Linked DNA regions of Rattus norvegicus: region 2 is linked to region 1. Evidence: chromatin contacts called from public Hi-C data. All regions are on one chromosome and are shown on one strand. Each heading gives the region's core, a stretch centred on a gene start, on an enhancer-like site or on the middle of the called end of the contact. The rest is flanking DNA. Distances are from core to core; before and after follow the strand shown. Region 1 has its middle 27 kb from the start of Gucy2d. Region 2 holds the start of Fxr2 (FMR1 autosomal homolog 2).

The links. Hi-C and Micro-C count contacts between places; a contact is called where the count stands out from the background.
Region 2: a Hi-C map of mammary epithelial cells shows a contact between it and region 1, with 2.7 times the contacts expected there. The contact joins the promoter of Fxr2 here to the enhancer-like site in region 1.

What each region holds. Positions count from the first base shown.
Region 1 is chr10:54,497,134-54,502,634 of GRCr8, reverse strand. No RefSeq gene overlaps it. Among named protein-coding and RNA genes, the nearest start is that of Gucy2d, 27 kb to the right of the region's middle. Within about 2 kb of position 2,409, at least 17 of the 93 cell types and tissues checked have an H3K27ac peak or open chromatin away from gene starts, as enhancers often do.
Region 2 is chr10:54,847,231-54,852,731 of GRCr8, reverse strand. It overlaps Fxr2 (FMR1 autosomal homolog 2), which reads right to left and starts at 3,063. Exons shown (of 17, transcript NM_001100647.1): 1 at 2,964-3,063. The coding sequence starts at 3,044. It also overlaps a transcript of Shbg not described here.

The DNA.
Region 1 (5,501 bases), core at 1,160-3,659:
TAGCTTAAACCACATGATACCCTCATTGCTTTTGGGGTGTGTGTGTGTGTGTGTGTGTGTGTGTATGTGTGTGTGTCTCCTCAGGGATTTACAAGCAGGGAATCTGAGGCTCAGCTGTGCTGTATGGTGGGTCAGTCGGTGGGACTGAGCCCTTAGCCTGCAGGATCTGATGCCATCTGGAGGTAAAAATGGACTGAATTAGAGGGCACTGGACTGCTGAAGGACTGATTTATCAGGTAAGCAATGCCTCGCATACACCCTGGTGTTCTAGGAGTCTGAAGTGTTTCTCTTTACCATGTGCGGCGGTCAGGTTTTGGAGAGGATTGCTGTCACGTAATTGTGGGGCTGTTCTGCAGCCATCTGTATGCTGAGGTTTTAAGGACACTCTGTAACTCTAGCTTTCGTAGGTCAGCTGGCCCTCAGCCCCTGCTGTTGCAGCTTTGGATAACATCTTGGTGACTGTCAGGACCCACGAGTGCTTCCGAGCAAGGGCTTACCTCTGGTCTTCAGTAGTCTCTTGTCTTCGGTCTTTAGAGCCTTTCATCTTCTGAAGTCTTTACTCACCGAAGACGTCGCTCTCCTTTGCTGAAATCCCAGCGGTTCTTCATAGCTTCAGCTCTACAAAGCCTCTGCCCACAGCTCTTTGATGGACTCCTCTGTCCCCTTCTAGGGGCTGCTGGTGTGCTTGGAACTAGCAGCCCCAGGAATCGCCTGTTCCTCATTCAACTAGTTTGGCCTATTCTACCTGTGATAAAGGCAAACCACCATTAGTTATCGCTCTTCTGTGATAACGTTAGGTAGTTTATGGGGGTGGGGGGAGTGTCCCAGACCTCTAGAGAGGAGCATCCTTCATCACCAGTTCTTTGCTCTAGCTCTCATGGGGGCTTCTCCTCACTGGGTTGTCACGTGTAGGTGGGGCTATCTGAAGACACAGTGGATCTGGTCATCCGAAGCTGTCATGGCCTAGGTAGAGGCTCCCCAAAGCCTCCAGTCTTAGGGTGGTAGGCAAGAGAGCTGTGTTAGCTCCCCTCAACTGAAAGGAAGTTTCTTTGGGATATCTGCAACTATTCTGAAGTCTCCTCCCAGTGTCATTGGCTAGATCTGGATCTCTCCCAGGTTACACGGGCTTTAAAATTGATTGCCTTGGGGGTTGGGGATTTAGCTCAGCGGTAGAGCGCTTGCTTAGTGAGCGCAAGGCCCTGGGTTCGGACCCCAGCTCTGGAAAAAAAAAATTGATTGCCTTGGCAGCAGCTGGATTACTAAGATGACTTGATTGACAGCTCCCACTGCCTCTGTGGAAATGGCCACAGGTCCTTCGGCAACAGGGGCAATGCCACACCCAGTATCAGCGGACTCAGGAACTGTGGAGGTGACAACTTTAGTTCCTGATCCAGCCTTCCTCTCTGTGGGTCCTGGGGTAGGTGCTTGGCTTTGTCCTTGGCAACAGTTGCTTTAGCGGGGGGGGGGGGGGGGGGAGCGGGGGGGGGGGCTTGTGAAAGGTTTGGCTGCTGTCAGTCAAATCTCCCACTTACCCCACCAGACAGATTTCATCTTTTGCAAGGTAAAAAATGTACGTGGGGTGCTTGTGACAAAGATAACCCACAGTTAAGGATTTCTTTTCATCATTTTTTTTTCCTGACAGTTTTTAACCTTTAACCCAATAACCTTAGGGAGGGGGAGGGGCTCTTGATCTCTGTTGTTACCCACGGTCCTTTCTCTGGCTTTTCGGGGTATGTAGTTAATGTCTCTGTCCACCCTACTACATAACAGCACCCGGAGCGCCTCCCTGCTGTCTCTCTGGAGCTTAGTTTCGAGCGATCAGCAGCCCCCACGGCTCCTCACTTGCCTTTGCGTTACTGAGTCATATCAGGAACACTGAAGAAAAAGAAAAGTTTAAGTCGCTGACTTCCTAGAACCCAGACGACAACTGTACTCATCCCCAAACTTGCCTTTGAGCAAGTTTGTTCTGTTCTAGTTTTTTTTTTCCTCAGAATTGCACCTGAACAAGGACTCAAGGCAAATTTAAAAACAAGCATTTCCTGTCCTCTGCTCATTAAAACCTGCCTCCTTATCCCTTCCTCCCCACAAAACATCCATAGGATCCTTTAAAGTAAAAGGTTCTTTACTGAGATAAAGAAAATCTGGGCGCCTCAGACCAGAGAGCCCCCGGCAAACAAGGACAGCATGAATGGCACCCAGAGTCCATCTTTGACTCAATTAGGCGGAATCAATCTTGTCACTGAGTTTCCAAGGAAATTCAATTAGAGGTCAAGTGTAGGAAGCAGGCTAGCGGTGGCTTAAGCAGCAGACATGACAGGCGGTCGATAGCTGCCTGGGGATGAGTTGGACTTCAGAGTCCCTGGATCGCAGTGAGAGGCAGGAGCTGTCAGAGGAAGAGGCTCCTACAGGCTCAAGCTGACCACCCAGGGTCTAAGCCAAGCACCGCGGCGGGAGCTGCAAAGGACCCACACTTAGCTCAGTTACCGTTGTGATGGGTGACTCGAGGCCATGGGAGGGACCACCACGACCCAGGAGGGAGCCGCAGCACCGCGTGTGCGATCTGCGTGGACAGAAACTTTAGTGCCCAGTCACGGACAGTGCGGTGGAAGAAAAGTCTTAACTCCTTAAGAGGGCAAGGTTGGGAGGCGCTTTCTCTGTTAAACATGGAGTCATTCCCCCTCTAGTGGTCACACAGGGTTTTACAAAAGCAAGTTTGTAAATTAAAACAAAGCAAAGCAAAGCAATAAACCCAAGCAACCAACCAACCAACCAAACAAAAGACCCAGAAACTAAATAAAACAACTGAATACACTACATTTAAAAGGCTTTTGGCTGGACATGATGGTGCACACCTTTAATCCAGCATTCAGAGGCAGGCAGGACTCTGTGAGTTTGAGGATGGCTTGGGCAACATAGAGAGACCCTGTTGATGATGATGATGATGACGATGATGATGATGGTGGTGGTGGTGGTGGTGATGGTGGTGGTGGTGGTGGTGATGATGATGATGATAGTTGGGGAGATGGTTCGGTGGGTAAGGACATGCCCGATGACCTGCATTGGATCCCTAGGACCCACACTGTGGAAGAAGGGCAGCAATGCTCAAAAGTTCTCCTCTGATCTAGACACAGACAGACAGACAGACACACACACACATACACACACGCACACACTCATACAGACAGATACACACACATACAGAGACACCCATGCACACTCACACACTCTTACAGACAGACATACACACAGACACACATGCACACACACACACACACACACACACACACACACACACACAGAGTGAGGGAAGATATAAATACCAAAGAGCTTTTAAACGCATGAACAGAAGTGAAGTATAAACTCAAAGGGAAATTTAAGAGAAAACAGTAATGCCATGTTTTTCCTACGTAATAGACTGGCAAGGGCCCCCAGATCCAAGGTTGGATGAAACATTCTGATGGTAATTTGAGAGACCCTGATAACCTTGCATTTCCCCCTTGACAGCACAGTACGTGCACATCCATGCAGAATAACAGAAAACCTTCACTGAGACGCTCACAGCCACAATGAAAGCAACCCAAGTGCCCGATCCTGGGAGACTGCCTATGTGTAAGTCACGTGGTGGACTAAATATAATACAAAGTGTGGGGGCGGGGGAGGAGGAAGAATTCTATGTACTGATTTGAATTCCTAGTCGGCCATCACTGAGTAATGCAGGTGCTGAAGGAGAGAGGATGTGCTGCCTCTTCAACAGAAAGGAGGAGGCGGAGCACACATTTGGGGGAAATGTCTCCTTTACTGGAAGAGGACAGAGAAGACGGGAGGAGTTGTTGTTCCATGACGTCCTTTTAGAACACCGTGATTCTTAAAGATATACATCTCTATTTTAAAAATTTCCAGAAATAGGGAGATGGTCCACAGGGTAGTGGAGTTGAACTTGCCCTTTGAGAGGTAGGAAAATATTAATGAATTACAAGGCAGAGAGCATTTCTGGACCCCTTCCCCATAGCTGGAGGCATAGAACTTAGCAGTGTTAGGGAGGTGGCCTTAGCAGCCAGCGAACTGTATCCGTTTGCCTTGTGGGGTCTGGGATGGAACCCAGGGTGGCACTAGGCAGTGCTCTGCCACAAACACACCGCAGCCCACAGTTCTGTACTTAACGTTTTAAAAACTATGTATGTGTTCTTTGCCCATATGTATATCTGTGTATCACACATGTGCTTGGTGCCCAGGGAGACCAGAACAAGATGTCAGGTTCCCTGGAACTGGAGTTACAGATGGTTGTGACCCACCATGTGGTTGCTAGGAATCGAACCCTTGTCCTCTGAAAGAACAGCCAGCACTCTTTTTTTTTTTTTTTTTGCTTCTTTTTGCTTACCACTGAGCTAAATCCCCAACCCCGAACAGCCAGCACTCTTTTTTTTTTTAAGATTTATTTATTTATTATATATAAGTACACTGTAGCTGTCTTCAGATACACCAGAAGAGGGAATCGGATCTCTTTACAGATGGTTGTGAGCCACCATGTGGTTGCTGGGAATTGAACTCATGACCTCTGAAAGAGCAGTCGGGTGCTCTTAACCGCTGAGCCATCTCTCCAGCCCCACAGCCAGCACTCTTAACCCCTGAGCCAGCCCAGTTCTGTAGTGATTAAAATTATTTCTTTTCCCCATGGTTCTAGAGAGTAAGACATGAGGAGAGAAAGCCCGGACTCACTTACCCGAGGACTCACAGTACACACAGTGTGCAGATAACACGCGGAGCCAGGGTCGTGCTTCATCACAAGGAAAACTGACCTCTTTTCCGGACAGAGTGACAGCCAAACAGACCTGCAGCTTCTCTAGACAGCTGATCACCCTACGGCTACAAGGGGTCTGCTCTGTACTAGGGTCAGCCCCACCATCTACCGGGATTGTCAGAGGGTGGCCCTTATTAAATGACCGCACACCACTGTGATGGGACATAGGAGAAATTCTCCAATTTCCTAGTCAGACTCAGAAGGTTCATGGAGCCTAGGGGGGCAGTTCATCTACTCAGGCAGAAGGCAAGAGGAACAGACTGGAGCATGATAAGGATTCTGCTTTTCATATAACTTACACCAGGTTTTGAGGAGCTGCTAATATTTGTTTTAAAAGCCCATCCTTGCCAAACACGGTGGTGCAAGACTTTAACCCCAGCACTTGGGAGGCAGAGACAAGTGGGCGGATCGCCATGAATTTGAGGCCAGCCTGGTCTATAGCGTGAGTTCCAGGACAACCAGGGCTGTGTAGAGAGATCCTATCTTAATGCCCCCCACCTAAAAAAAAAAAACACATTTTCAGTGACTTACATCTGCCAGTTCGGTCCTACTTGCTAAATTTGGTATACAGCTTTCAAAACATCACCACCAGACGGGTAAGCAAGGTTCCAAACTATGAGCCTGAGGCTGACTTTCAAATTCGAACCATACAGATTTTTAAAATTAGTTCTACAGTTAGGCAAGTCACTCTAATTCATGCAAC
Region 2 (5,501 bases), core at 1,814-4,313, 350 kb before region 1:
AGAATTAAAACACACTATGAAGTTGGGGTTGGTGGTGTGTACCTGTAATCCCAGCACTTGGGAAATGAAGCCAGTAAAACCAGGAGTTCAAGGTCATCCCCAGCTAAAAGCCCAAGCCACCTGAAACTCACCTTAAAACAAAACATATCATCCTGACAGAAAAGGAAAGTTTGAGAGGATAGTTCTAAAATAACTTAGACCTCAGATCTGGTATCTATAGGCCCTAGGAAAAAAATCAAAGTAAAACACAGTTTTTTGAAAGGAGAAAGGGATCTCCCCAAACTTAAAAAGATCTAAAAGACAGTTAATACTCCCTTACTCACATCAAAGTTTGCTGAGTCATGAATATTAATCAACTTGGAATACGCAAGTATCTACAGTGTACACTGAGTTTAAAAAGGATTAGTCTAATTTTAGGGAATTGCCTTTTACTCAGTCATGGAGCAGAAAGTGAAGTGGCCAGAACACAAAATCTATGTTATTTGGCTTTTATTCAACTGTTAACTCTATACTATCAAAGAATCCTGTCTCTGCTTCACTCAAATCTATCACTGCTATGGCCCATAGGCCCATAGGATAAAATGACAAAAGTCAAAAGAGACTTTCTGTTTGCTACCCATATGTGTAACAGAAAACATGTCCCTTTGCAACCACTTCATACAGTTAATTTGAACTGAGCACTGATCTGTCCCATGTCCCAGCTGCGCATGGCTTCCATGCTTCCTTAAACCAAAAGCAAATATCTTATCTTGATCTCACACTCAATTGAAGAATCACTTTTCAAACTAGGAGTGGTTGTGGATGCTGCTTTTAATCCCAGCACTCAACAAAGGCAAACCTATCTCAGTGAGTTTGAGTTCAGGGCAGCCAAAGCTACAAAGAGAAATCCTGTCCCCAAAAATCAAAGCAAAGAAAAAAAAAAAAAAAAAAAAAGGAAAAGAAAAATATGATATAGATATATATATAGATATATATATACATATCTCACTTTTCTTGGAATTTAACATTTTGGGGTGAGAAAGATACAGATGAAGGCTAACATATCAAGAAAAATAGAACTAACAACTTATAGAGTACTTTTTGGTTTTGTTTGGGTTGTTTTTTCAGTCTGATTTCATTCTCCACACTAGTTTTGAACTTCAACAATCCTACTTCAGTCTTCCAAGTCCTAGGATTAGAGTAGGCACCACCATACCCAGCCTGAGGACACTTTTAACAAAGGTAATACAAATGTGGGGGAAAGGAGCCCCAGAGCCCCATCAGAGCCCAAAAGGAATTAAGAGACTTTTGCTACAGAAAACAGAAATGTTACAAAGACATTCTTCTAGTAAGAAAAAAAGTACCAAGAGTTAGGAAAGTGACAGGGAACCTTCTTCAGCTATACAAAGGATAGATAGGTGGACCTCAATGAGGATCCACAGGAGTACAAAAGTACCAAGACTTAATTGAGAGGCTAAATTAAAGCTAGGAGATATGTGTACCCATAGGCACTGGGTGAAGAACGTGATCAGAAAAGGGGAAATTGCCATGGCCTTCACAGTGGGTAACTAACGGGTCAGTTGAAGTGGGGGTAGGAAACACCTACAGAGGCGGGGCAGACCCGTCCCTTTTCAGCTACAAAAAGATACAATTTCATAGTAGTCAAAGTTATTTCCAAGGGCATGAGAAAGTAGAAAGTTCTACTAGGGTAGGGGGACAGACAACCAGAAGAAACATGAAGGAAAAAGGAATCTCATCTCCCATCTAATGCTATGAAAATTCTTCTTCTCCAGAATGAAAGGAGTAAGAGAGGAACCAAAATTTCCAGGACAATTCCATCCAAAAAAATGCAGAAGAGGTTCAGAACCCCACAAGATCAGATGAAGAAAATACCTGAGGGGTGAGAAGAATCAGTCTGAATCTAAATTAGGGGTGAAGGGGATCCAGAATGGACTCAGATACAGAAGATGGGGTGGATAATGGATAGAAAGAAAAAACAAAAGTTCTGGTCTGGCATGGTGGCTCAATCTATAATCCCAGAACTGTAACCCTAGGCTGAGGAAGGAGTACAGAAGAGTTCAAGTCCAGCCAGGGAATCTTGTCCCAACCACACCCCTCAAAAAAGTTCACAGGAATCAAATCTTGGACAAAGAAAAAGCTGAAATAAGCAATTCTGAAAGCTACTTTTTTCTTTCCAAAAAGACTGTCAACAAGCAGAAATCAGAAGAACAGAAGCATGTGGAGATGGCCTTTTAGAGATGGTGAGGCTTAAACTTACCAAGAAGATATAGGAATGACCTAAATACATCTAGAGTCAAAGAGATAAAACACGAATCCATCCCTGGAGAGCTGGCTTTGGTATAAAGGTGTGGTAGGTGACAGACTTGTCCAACAAATCCACTAAATGGCTGGCTGGCTGGCTGATAAAACCTGAGGCCAAAGATGCTAAAGTAACAAATGGGTTCTGACCATTTCTTGTCAGACTGGGAACAGGAATGTAAGATGAAAGTTGAGCAAATGGTTCTAGAGCCAGTAGGCAAAGAAGCCTCCCTGAAGACCGAAGACCTAATATGGCACAGTGGACCTTCACAAGGGGGTCATGTAGGAAAAGAAAGGGAATCCTCCATGTGCTTGGCTGTAGGGGAGATGTGATTAAAAGCTGAAGTATCTCCTACACTAAAAAACAAGAAAAGTCGATTAGAAGCTAAGAAAAGGGGTTTCTCCAGGGTTCCCATCCACGCATAGTAATGACCTGATGTTCATGCCTTCAGCTGAGGATAAAAGCAGGTGTAATAGCGGGCTCAAAAATAAAAGCACGAGGGTTAACTCCCACGATCTCCCCGGGAGGGTTTCGAGTGGGAACGTGGGTCGAAGGTTCGAAGGGTCAGGACTAAGCTCCAGAAACTCGATCCCGCTGCACTCTTCCCTGCCTCGGCTGGGGGAGGGGGCTAAGGAGTGTGTCCCGGGTCGACGCGCCGTCTCACCTTGTAGAAGGCCCCGTTGGAGCCCCGCACCTCGACGGGCAGTCCCGGCTCCACATCCCCCCCAGAGGCCAGGCCGCCCATGGCGCCGCCACCACCTCCGACTGCCCCGGCAGCAGCTGAAACAGAGCCCTGAGTGCGGGCCGGGCCGGGCCCCCGGCGTCTCCCAGGAGGAGGAGCCGGAGGGGGAGCCGCGGGGGGCGGGAGCCGGGCCGGCCCCACGGCGGCCCTGCTACAGCCGACGAGCAGGGGGCCGGGGCCGGGCCGCTCCCCGTCCGCCGCCGCCGCTGCCTTGGTCTCCGCCACCGTGAGGGAAACGGCCGCCGCCGCCGCCGCCTTCGTCACCTCAGCTTCCGCCCGCCGGCGCCCCCGCTGCTGCCTCAGTCCCGGGACCCGCTGCTGCCGCTGCCGCTCCACGGCCTCCACCTCCCCCTGCCGCCGCCGCCTACTGCGCAGGCGCACAGGGCACCCGCCCGCCGCGCGCGGAGCCGGAGGGCCAAGGCGCAGGCGTCTAGGCTAGCGACCTAGCTCCCGCTCGCCAGCGCGTCAGGGCTTCCACATTCTCTTGCACTCTCTCACGCCCCCTCCTGGTCGCGTCTCTGCGCTTGCGCAGAACGAGATGAGCGCTCTATCTGTACCGCTCCAACCTTCCACTGTCCCTGTCCCTTCCTTTCCCCGCCCCACAACACTGGAAGCAAACCAATCAAGGGAAGAGAGGGGCCGCGCTCGCTCCGTCGGATTGGACTTCCGCCTCCACAAAGTGAGCCCCCATGGAGCCTGGGCAATTTAGGGATGGGCATGCGCCGGAATGACTGCTTGGTCACTTTCACCACCTTTGTCTTTCTCGGTGCGCACACTCCAAAGGGGGGCTGGGAGGGTTGGGACCGAAAGGAAAAAAACTGCCCAGTGCGCAGGCGCTGGGCTTTGGTGTCCATGCGCATGTGTTGACTCTCTGCATCCGTAGGAGAATCAAGAGTCACGGTTCTTGGCTTGAGTAGATTTTTTTTTTTTTAAGTTTTGTGAGACAGGGTCTCCTGTATCCTAGGCTGACCGTGTAGTGCGGGAATGACCTTGAATTCCTGATCCTCCAACCTTCGCCTCCCAAGTGCAAAAATTACAGGCATGTCATTTCCATGCTTGCCCTAAGTTGATTCTAATATTCTAGTAAACTCAATGCCCTGTGAAAAACAAAGTGCCACATAACCTGATACATAAATGCTGAGGAGATTCAAAACAGGAAAAATTGTCACAGAGTAACTAAAACATCCTGGCCTGGAAAGATGGCTCAACTATCAACCTTAACAACTGGAGTTGTATTCCTAGACCCACAAGATGGAAGGAGATATCCCCCACCTCCTGCAAGTTGTCTCCTGACCATCACACATATGACATCATTCATGGTCACCCACACATATAACAGAATTTCTTTTTAAGTAAAAATAAGGAATGTTAAGTGGAGAGATGTCAGCTAGGGGCTGGAGTGATGGCTCAGTGGTTAGAGCGCTGACTGCTCTTCCAGAGGTCCTGAGTTCAATTCCCAGCAACCACATGGTGGTTCACAACCATCTGTAATGGGATCTGATGCCCTCTTCTGGTGCATCTGAAGACAGCTACAATGTACTCAGGGGCCTCTGCCTCCCCCGTGCTAGGATTAAAGTCAAGTACCACAGGCCTGGCTAATAATGCTGCTTAAATTATTTTTAAATTTGCCTGGCATGGTGATGCATGCTTTTTTTTTTCTTTTCTTTTTTTCGGAGCTGGGGACCAAACCCAGGGTCTTGCGCAAGGCCCTGGGTTTGGTCCCCAGCTCGGAAAAAAAAAAAAAAAAAAAAAGATGTTTTATTAGCAGTAGTCAGAGGAGGACATATCTCTGTGAGTTTGTGATCATCCTGGTCTACTTATGATTTCAGGACAGCCATGGATACTTAGTGACAATGGCTCAAAAATTACAACAAAAAATATTTTTTTAAAGCCTGGGAGATGTCTCAGTAGGTAGTAGTCAAGCCTGATTAACCTGAGTTCAATCTCTAGGCCCCACACGGTGGAAAGTTAAAAAGTAATTCCCACACATTTTCCTCTGACTGCCACACATAAGCATGTGTACATGGCCACCCACAGAAAATAAATGGAAAACAGTAAAATTTAGCCATTTATAATTCCAGTTCTAGAAGACTGGACATTCCTTCTGGTCTCTGTGGGTATCAGGCACACATCTGGTAGGCACATTCCTACATGCAGACAAAACACTCATGTATGTAAAAATTAAAAAGTCAGGGCTGGAGAGATGGCTTAATGGTTAAGAGCACTGCCTGCCCTGTCCTGGGTTCACTTCCTGGCAACCACATGGTGGCTCAAAACCATCTGTACTGTGATCTGGTGCTCTCTGCTGGCATGCAGGTGTACATGCAGATAAAGCACTCGTTAAATAAATAAACCTTTGGGGTGGGGAGGGGAGCCTATTAGGAGCTGACAAGTTAGCTCAGCAAGAAGGGATATTTGTTTACGAGACTGGAAACATCTACAATGTCCTGTGGAAGGGCA